Linked DNA regions of Macaca mulatta: region 2 is linked to region 1. Evidence: chromatin contacts called from public Hi-C data. All regions are on one chromosome and are shown on one strand. The core of a region is the stretch at or near the end of the contact, and the rest is flanking DNA. Distances in the headings are between cores, read along the strand shown. Region 1 holds the start of PERP (p53 apoptosis effector related to PMP22). Region 2 holds the start of HEBP2 (heme binding protein 2).

The links. Hi-C and Micro-C count contacts between places; a contact is called where the count stands out from the background.
Region 2: a Hi-C map of cortical neurons shows a contact between it and region 1, with 4 times the contacts expected there. The contact joins the promoter of HEBP2 here to the promoter of PERP in region 1. A contact is called at or near these places in 5 of 14 Hi-C or Micro-C datasets (cortical neurons, fetal cortex germinal zone, fetal cortical plate and 2 more).

Annotation. Positions count from the first base shown.
Region 1 is chr4:43,184,455-43,189,491 of T2T-MMU8v2.0, forward strand. PERP (p53 apoptosis effector related to PMP22) reads right to left here and starts at 2,955. Exons shown (of 3, transcript XM_001095578.5): 1 at 2,503-2,955. The coding sequence starts at 2,716.
Region 2 is chr4:43,499,995-43,505,052 of T2T-MMU8v2.0, forward strand. HEBP2 (heme binding protein 2) reads left to right here and starts at 1,673. Exons shown (of 4, transcript NM_001194081.2): 1 at 1,673-1,896; 2 at 2,444-2,579; 3 at 3,268-3,448. The coding sequence starts at 1,795. It also overlaps the pseudogene LOC144340771.

The DNA.
Region 1 (5,037 bases), core at 1,705-4,204:
GTTACAATGGTAAATCAAAATATTTATTGCCTAGTACATATGAAGAAGTTTTTCAAAGTGGATGTACACACTCAGTTCTCTATACGGAGATCTCATTTTAATCAGAGCCATCAACCTTATTCCTTGTTGCACAAGATACTGTGTGTTTGTGCATATGTGGGAGTGTGTGTAAACTGCTTACTTCATTTTAGATAAAGTACAAGCTCATGTAAATATATGGTTTTCAGTAAGGCCTTACTGAGGCTATCTGAAAATCTAGAGTTTATAGACTCCTGGATAATCACCTTACAGTGTTGTTATACACAGCTTCTACAATTGTGAGGCCAAACTAGACAATGTGCATGTGGCGATGAGCACAGAAGTATAACAAACACTTAAACTCATCTTTGACTAAAACAGCCAGGGGTAGCTCCATATCTGCTGTCTTCTTCCCACAATCACCTCATGACAGCAGATCCCAGATTCATGATTTGATTCTAGATCTTCAGCAAGAGCCGTGTGTGTGTGTAATGCATTACTGGCACTTAATTACCTTTGCAAAGGTAGCAGGAATAATTAAATTGAGTTGTTAAAGCTACTACCATTTACGAAAATCAGTCATGCTGCATTATAAAGAGATTTTTCAAGATCCACTTAGAAAATCGAGCTTTTCTAAGGACCAATTTCTATGTCAAACTGAATTATAAACTATACACTGGTTAGTGTTTTCTTTACAATGAAAAAAATTAACATTTAGACTTCTAATTAAAAATTCAACCAAACTAAGAAAAAAAGACCTGCTTACTGCCTTCCATATACAAAGCAATGTATCAGTCTAAGGTGGAACAGCCACACCCTAAAAAGGTGAGCTCATCCTGCAAGCCAAGAAAAATAAAAATGGCATTGTGCATGTTTCACAAGAGGGCTGTGGTCACAGCCAGAGCTTTGCAGGTCAAATCACGTCCCGGCAGTAGCACTGATCATAGTTCTGCCAATATCCGCCCCCCCAGTCGAAGGCACACTAACCTTACTTTATATGTGGAGGATTACTGCGTATACTTTGGGTCTGCATTAGTCTTTGGAGTAGGGTATAATTATCAAAGTATGTTTAAAAACACAAACGCAGATCTGTTAGGTCCCCTACAAGACTGAGTTCAGATGCATTTTAACTAGAAGATAGAGGTACGTTATTTCAAAAAACAATGAATTCCCTTTAAAAACCTAAAAGACCGGAGATGATACAGACCTGAACTGGCGCAGTGTTTGTATGGGTTTTCAGAGAAGAAAACACACAAACTGCAAGGAAAGCTGGAATTTTCTGCAGTGTTTACATTTTATTACCCGGCTAATGGGGACCATGCTTGCTTCTGTGGGGGAAGTTCATCATGAGGACGTCCAAAGGATTACACAAAAGAAAGGGCACTAGGCTGCTGATATAGTACCCCAGAAACACAAACAGGATTGGGTTGGAAGCCCTGGGCCACTTCAAAGAAAGAATCAAGTAAATGATAATAGTAAGAATTGAAAACAGGCAGGGTAGATTGCTTTCTCTGTTTAAAACTATTAAACCCAGTAGGTAAAGCCCATTTGGCTTTAAGGTTTTATTAGGCTCTCACAGCCCCCCATCTCTCCCACACACATTGCTAATCACAGTAGACCCCAGCTGTGATTCCCGTCCACCCCTAGGCAAGGAGAGGGGGCTTCCCACTGTGAAAGAAAATGCCTTTTCAAACAAGAACCACGCTCCAATCCTGACTATCAGCAAGGCAAGCAGGGAGCTTCCTCCATGCTGGGAAAATGGCACACCCCAGGTACATTAAATTTGCCAACTCTGCTTCACTTCGCGGGTGTAGGGAATGTGTTTGCTTTTTAGATTTCAAATCAGATTAAAATAATTAAGTTTTCTAAACAGCAATGCCATGCTTAAGCCAAAGGACACTCCCTAGAACAAGAGCTAACAAGAACTAGCCAGACCGGTAAGAAAGACTGAAGTAGCTATTGAAATCGTTAACTGCTAAAACTGCCTGAAGGGGTTTTTTTTTTAATGGGAACGTTTTTTTCAGCTATATCAAGTTGAACGAATCCACTGATATTAGGGGAGGCACGTTATTTCAATATTTATATTTTAATCATAAGAAGAAACAGGAGGAAGAGAAATTTCAAGTCTCCAAGAAACTTTGTTCATTAGATTTACTCATCTAAACTTGCAATGCTTGAAATAATCTTTCGTACGTAACTGATAAAACCCAGGAAAAAAAAAACTATACAGTTTGAACTAGGGCCATTTCTTTCTTTTTTCTTTTTTTTTTTTTTTCTGTTTCTGAGCTTGGTGTTAGCCACCCAAAGCTACCGCTGCTGCATTTGGTTCAGGTCGGATGCATGAGCCCCAGCTCGCCCTAAACAGGCATTCTGAAAGGCACCGGCTCCCCCGACCCTGTGAGGGCCCACCACGCGCTGCGGCTTTTGCAGGCCGCAGCCCCGAGGGCTTCCTGGAGGCGGCGGCGGCGGCGGGCTGGCACTCACCGTACTCCATGAGGCTCTGACAGCCCTCCTCGTAGGACCCGCTGCCGCCACCCTCTTGGGAACATTTCCACCACAGCGAGGACGTCTGCGTGTGGTCGTTCGACTGCAACCAGCCGCGGCCGGCCAGCGCGATGATGTCAAAGGCGATGGCGCTGAGTAGGAGCAGGGGCAGGATCCAGCGGCAGCGCTCGCAGGCCAGGCCGCAGCGGATCATGTTGACGGACGGCGCGGGGCCGAGCTGAGTGGAGCGAGCGGAGGAGCGCGCGGGACGGGCGGCAGCGGAGAGTGGCCTGAGAGCGCGGGCGCTGCCACAAAAGTGAAGAGGCCGCAGGGAGGCGGCTCCCGAGGACGCCGCTCCGGGCGGCCCCACCTAGATTCCTGTGACTCAGAGCGCGCCCGCCCCGACCTGCCAGCCGGGCCGGGGCGGGCGGGGCCGCTGGTAAACAGGCGGGGCTGGGGTGACACCGGGCGGCGGCGGAAGGCGGCCCGAGGGTCCCACGCGTCCCCCGAGCCTCCAGTCCCGCTCGCCTGGTCCTCTCCAGGCGCGTGTTTTGTCTTCCTGGCGCACCAACATATACACCTGTTTATCTGCACAGCGCCAGCCTAATATCTGACCCCTGATGTCGCATCGTGGCGCGGTGGTCAGCAATGCCATATTTGAGTTTTCAGCAGTGTGAGATGGGTGTTGTAATTGCACCTGTGGATAAAGGCTGCACTCCTTTGGACGCGTGCACCCAAACCCAGAAGCCCGTCCCAAACCCAGGAGCCCGTCCCTGACCCCTGCTGACACAGGTGATCCCTTCCTCCTAGGCTCCACCTTTGCACCTTGGACCTTGGCTCCCCGGGTACTCTTACCTCTTTGCATGCTGTTCTTTCCTGCTGAGTTGCCAGCTTTTGGAAAGCGGAGGCTATGCTGAATTTATCTGTGTATCCCTAGTGTCCAGCACTGTGTCTGGATCTCAAGGGAAGCTCAGTGAATTTGATGACTGAACATGTAATTTAACAAATGCTCGCTTTTTTCGGAAAGGCTTCATCTGGCTTCCCCAGATAATTTCATGTCGCCTCTGCTGCAGTCCACTTCCTATCACGAATCTCTACCTGTTTAAACTGCACTCTTTCTAATCTTCATTTACTATTTTGAGGTTTTTCCAAATAAAAATCATACGTCAGCATGCAACCTGCATTTAGAATCCCCCCTCGGTGTCCTGGGCTAGCTCCCGTCAACGTCCTGACTCTTCAGGTGTGGCAGGGAGGGTGGGGTGGCAGCCAGGTGTGCCGCTGAGGACAAAGGAGTTCTCAGTGTCAGGCATCTCAGTGGCCTTGGGAAAAATCACTGAAACATCTTATGGGGGTCATGTACCTCCAAAGATTTGTTCTGAATCCCCTACGTTTTCTGTTAATTTAATATAAAAGTGGGAACTACTTAAAAAATATTTAAAATTGTATTCCAATTTGATATTCTCAATAGAAACAGAATACTATTTTGACTTATGCCATTTTCTGGCAATTCTTGAGGATAAATAAAAGCATGGATAAAGTATCTGAAAACACATGAAATAATTTCCCCAGCCTTCATTTTACATAATTCAAGTTTTACATAAACCACATCCTATATTTTTATTACAGGTAAATATTTTCACTTTCAAAGAACACAAGAGGGTGTTCTGCCAAAAATTAACTTTGTATCGTGGAAGTTGTGTGAAGAAAATTGTGATATTTATGTTCTCAGGGTTTTCAAAAGTAATGAAGATATTTGTTTAATTAGCTATGTATAATATATTTGTGAGAAAAAATTTTCTTATAAGTCAAATACTGACCAGAAGCAAAATGGCTTCAGACAAAATGAGAGTTTCGCAGGCGTCTTAATATCTCTGAATAATTTTGGACTTGATATATATAATTTCTTTCTGTTATTCAATGAAACAATTTCCGATGGGCTTGAGAAAAAGAGCTCATCAATGCTGAGGTGAACACAAGGAGATTAGCTCTTCACAATTTCTGGAAGAGACCACATTGACCCTGGTGGGTTTCCAACAATAACTTACCCAGCATGTGGTGTGGACTGTGGAACCGGATGGTTCAGGTTTAAATGCTTTCTCATATTCGCTGTGTGACACTGGGCAGGTTACTTCAGTTTTTTGTGCCCCCGTTTCCTCATCTGTAAGACAGATAGTGCTAACTTCAGTGTTTTAATGAGTGTTAAAAGAGCAAATACATCTAAAGTGCTCAAGATAGTGCCTGTATATGGTAAGGATTGATGATGATTTTTCATACAGGTTTTCCACTTTAGAAGATTGAAAGAGGGGAATTTCCATGTTTCTAAAGGGCAAATTCTATAGGTGAATACCAACTGTAAGTGACTAAGTTATTTTAGACAATGCAATCATTCATCCTAGCCATATTCATAAAATGATGGCGCATAGAAAACAGTAGGCAGTTGGATAGTTCCCCCTGCTGGATAATGTAGGGATTGCGCCTGAGCACTGAGCACTTGGCGAAAATGTGAATTGTACCTAAAGAAACTTTTTTTAAATT
Region 2 (5,058 bases), core at 423-2,922, 310 kb after region 1:
TCTTCTTCTGAGGCAGCACTGCCTCTGCCCCCTTGGCCTGGGGCTCCCGGCTGTCAGGGGTAGCAATAGCCTTCCCTTCCTGGGCAGTGCCCTTGTCGCTGCAGGCACTGATCTCCTCCCGCCCCGCTCCTGCTCTTCGTCCATAGGTGAGGAGGCAGAAGCAGCACCCCACCCTCCTTCCCATTTGTCTTGAAGGACAAGCTGCTCTTAGAAAGCCTTCTTGAAAGAGATTTTTTTTTTTTTTTTTTTTTTTTTTTTTTTTTTTTTTAAGACAGGTTAGAGTGCAGTGGCGTGATCTCGGCTCACTGCAGCTTCGACCTCCCCAGGCTCAAGCGGATCCTCCCAGCTCAGCCTCGGGAGTAGCTGAGATCACAACCCCAGCACACCCAGCTTTTTTTTTTTTTTTCTTGGAAGGCAGCTATGCTCACCACTATACCATCAACGCTATTTTATTGTAGTATTGTAGAGATGGGTTTTCGACATGTTGCCCAGTCTGGTCTGGAACTCCTGGGTTCAAGCGATTCCCCCAGTCTTGGCCTCCCAAAATGCAGGGATTACAGGCATGAGCCACCATGCCTGGCCTTGAAAGACAATTTCGTCTTCTTGGGAGTCTCCTTGCGGGGGAGGGAGGCTCCCCTTTGGCCTCAGCACCCTGACTAGGGGGTGCTGGCTCCATGTCATTGCCAGTGGCCCCGGCTGCCTCTTCTGTTCACAGGGGCCAACTCCCCTTCACCCTTGGGGGATGTCACCATTGCTTTTCACGTGGCCACCCTTCTGTCCGCTGGTTTTCGCGTGGGGAGGGCCTGCTGCTTCTGCGGCGGTCCCGTAGCCCCGGGGAGCCTCGGAGCTCTGGTTTCCCACGATGGGGGTCCTCTGGAGGACGCCGGAGCCGCGCCGGGTCTCCGCCGCAGGGGACAGTAACGCGGGGTCGGCCTGGCGGGCGGAGCGCGGGTGTTGGGAAACAGAGCCGCACCTCGCTCGGCTCCGGAAAGCCTTGGTAACCAAAATTCTTGAAAAGCACTAGTGTCTGGCCTCCGCACTAACTCTCCCCGAGTCCCGTTAAGCCTGGGGGGATGACTCAGAGGGTTTGGGGTCCTGTCGGGGAAGTTCAGAAACCAGAACAGTTCCAGATTCTCCCCATGTGTCTGTGGTCCCACCACCTCCTCCGCAAGGGACGCTGAAAGCTGTCTGGTACCTAGGACACCTTCTTGGGATGAGTACGACCATTCGCCCTGGCTGAGCCCCAGGAGTGCGGGCACGGGCCACGGGGGGCGGGTCGCCAGGCACCCCCTCCGGCCTTTCTCTGCTCGCGGCGGCGCTGGGACAACCTCTTGGCGGCTCAGTGCCCGCGGTTCCCAGCGCGGGCCGGGCCGCGGCAGAGGCGCCCAAACCGGTTGCACAGAAACAGCGCCACCCGCGACTGCCCGCGGGGCCATCTCTGCCTGCCTTTCTCTCAAAAACAAAGGCAGGGACGGGGGCGGGAGGTGCCCCAAAAGAAGGCGGGCCGAAGCGAGGTGCGGTTCCCTGTCCCCGCGGAGGAGCCAGGGCAGGGCGCGCAACTCCGGCCGCAGCTGTACCGGGTCGTGAGCCGGCCCCGCCTTGGTAGCGGCGCCCCCTCGCGGTCCAGAGTTAGGCGCATCGGCGGGCTCGGGTCTCCCGCCCGGCGGGGAGGAGGAACAGGGTCTGCGGGGCGGGGACTCGGGGCCGCGGCGGGGCGCGCACACGCGGGTGGGACGGCCCGGGGTACCGGCCCTTGGAGCGGCTGGCCAGGCTCCCAGAGCGCCGGCGCCGCCCATGGCCGAACCGCTCCAGCCAGACCCCGGGGCGGCCGAGGACGCGGCGGCCCAAGCCGTAGAGACGCCGGGCTGGAAGGCCCCGGAGGACGCGGGCTCCCAGGTAGGCGCCGACTCAGGAGCGGAAGGGCTGGGCCAGCCTTCGGGCTGATTTGCCATGAGGCCAGCGGGTCCCATAGAGTTAAGTAAAAAGTAGAATTCTTTAAATGGTCCGAGTCCCTACCCCGTATCCTACACAAACGAGAAACCCAGGTCATTTAGGTCTACCCTCCCCTCTACCCCAGCGCAGGTCCCATCTCAATTTCTTGTCTTTGCGGGGTGGTAGGGCGAGGAGGAACTGGTTACGTCCCAGAACGCGTGGTGGAACCCTCCGAAGCGAGGGAGTGTAATAGGTGCTTGTCTTTAAAGTGTGAATCGAGTCCCCAGCGTGTGGGGTTGGGGCCGCTGCGGTCCCTAATCGCAAGGAGGGGAACCTCGTGGAGGGGCACCTCCCAGACCTAAGGAGCGGGGACCTCGGGCTGGACCCCAGGGCGGTGCAGCCCCTAGACAGGCCGGCTGCAGGTCGACCCGAGATCATGGCACCGGTATTTTTGCATCTCACTCCTACCCTCTTAGAATTGCTTCTCGAAGTTTTCTCTGTTCCGCTTTAGCCCGGAAGTTATGAGATCCGACGCTATGGACCAGCCAAGTGGGTCAGCACGTCCGTGGAGTCTATGGACTGGGATTCAGCCATCCAGACGGGCTTTACGAGACTGAACAGCTACATTCAAGGCAAAAATGAGAAAGGTAAAAGCAGTTTTCCTTGTAATTATGCATATTGTGAAAGAGTCCCTGGGTTTCTTATTGAGTTTTAGCTTGTCAAAGAAATATCCTTTATAATAGAAAAATAAGCAAGTCATCAAAGACTTGTCTTGTTTTCAGACAAGACTCCTCAGGACCAGAGTTCCACTGCGTATTACTTTTCAACCTCTGTTCTCTGATTTTGCTGGATGAACTGGGGTTTGGTGTAACGTGTGATAAGTCCTTTTCCATAGCTAACACTTCAAGATAATTTGCTGACTGGTAGGATCAGAGACATCGGGAGGCAAGAAGGTACCAAGATTAGAAGCATCAAGTCATAGCTTTTGGTCTGGCTTTGCCGCTATTTATATTTTAGCAGGTCTCTTAGCCTGTGGGACCTCATTTTCTGATTGTAAGAAAAAAGAGTTTACTGACCATGTAATCTCTAATTTCCCCTTTTATCTCTAAAATTAAAAATTTATTAACCCAGAATATCAGTATTACAGAAAGTGGTTTAATATGGGCAGTGAGCAGTTTAGTAATTTTGGCCTTACTGTTTTAAGATGAAAATTATCTTGAAGGTAAATATGTCAATAATGTGAAGTAAATCAAGAAACCCAGATCAAAACAGAATAGGTTAAATGTTTAAAGCTGTCAAAAATACACTAAATTTGCTTTCATTTTTATGTCACAGAGATGAAAATAAAGATGACAGCTCCAGTGACAAGCTACGTGGAGCCTGGTTCAGGTCCTTTTAGTGAGTCTACTATTACCATTTCCCTGTATATTCCCTCTGAACAGCAATTTGATCCGCCCAGGCCTTTAGAGTCAGATGTCTTCATTGAAGATAGAGCCGAAATGACTGTGTTTGTACGGTAAGTGGTAGATAATTTATAGCATTGCTGACTGCTAGTTTTACTTACAGTTTAGCTCCAATGCAATTTCAAAAGGCTTTTCACCCTTCCATAAAATTAGGTCTAATGCATTTTGTGATGTTTTCCTACTGGCTTTGTTGTATATGTTACTGAGGCCTGTCACAAGATAATAATCACTTCATTTAATGAGTCTATTGCATGCCCTTCATATAAGACACGGTGCAAATTATATGCCCCCAAAACAAAAGACTGCAATATAGTTAGATCTGAACAAAAGTACCTTAAACAAAAGTCTTAGTTTGTTCAGGCTGCTGTAACAAAATACCATGGGCTGGGTAGTTTATGAAAAACAGAAATTTGTCTCTCACATTTCTGGAGACAAGAAAGTTCAAGTTTAAGGTGCCGGCAGTTTCAGTGACTGGTAAGGGCCTGTTTCCTGGTTCACAGATGGAACCTTCTCAGAAATGTCCTAATGTGGTAGAAGAGGCAAGGTAGCTTTATTGGACATGTTTTACAAGGCTCTACCCTCATGACCTAATCACTTTCCAAAGGCCTCATCTAATACTATCACATTAGTGATTAGGTTTTCAAAATATGAATTTTGAGGCCCAGCACTTTGGGAGGCTGAGGCAGGTGGATCACTTTAGCCTGGGAGTTAGAGACTAGCCTGGGCAACATAGCAAGTCCCCATCTCTACTAAAAAAAAAAAAAAAAATATATATATATATATATATGCCAGGCCTGGTGGCACATGCCTGTGGTCCCAGCTCCTTGGGAGGCTGAGGTAGGAAGATCACTTGGGCCCAGAAGGTCGAGGCTGAGTGAGCCGTAATTGCACCAATGCACTCCAGCCTGTGTGACAGAGTAAGACCCTGTCTCAAAAAAAAAAAAAAAAAAAAAAAAATGTATATATGAATTTTGGGGAGACATAAACATGGACTTCATAGCTTTCTGCCCTGACCCTGTAAAATTCATATCATCTCACATGCAGAATATATTCATTCTATCCCAATAGCCCCAAAAGTCTTAATTCATTCCAGCATCAACTCAAAAGTCTAAATTCATCTAAAGATCATCAAAATCAAATCTGAGGCTCAAGGTACAGTTTATCCTGAGGCCAATTCCCCTCCATCTATGAACCTGTGAAATCAAACATGTTATATGCCTCCAAAAAAAAAAAAATGGTAGGACAGACATAGGACAAATACCACATTCCAAAATGAAGAAATGGGAAAAAAGAAATGGGTAACAGGTTCCAAGTAAGTTCTAAATCTTCAGATTAATTTTCTGTGACTCAAAGCTTTTCCCTCTGGGCCCACTGGGATGAAGGTCCCACTTGTGAAGCTCTGCTGAACAGAGGTTGGGCCCCCAAGGCTTCAATTGTCCCTGCCCATGGCTTTGGAGGCCCAAACCCACTGCAGCTCTCATAGTTGGAGGAACCCCAGGGGCAGTCCTACCAGGCTCAAATTACACACCAGTGGCCCTCCCAGTCTAGTGTGCCCTGCTCCCACGGCTCTGTTCGCCATTTTCCCTATTGGGGACTCACTGCAGTAGCTTTGCTCTCACTGTGGCCCTCTGCTTGGGTCACATATCCAAGGCCCTGGGCAGCT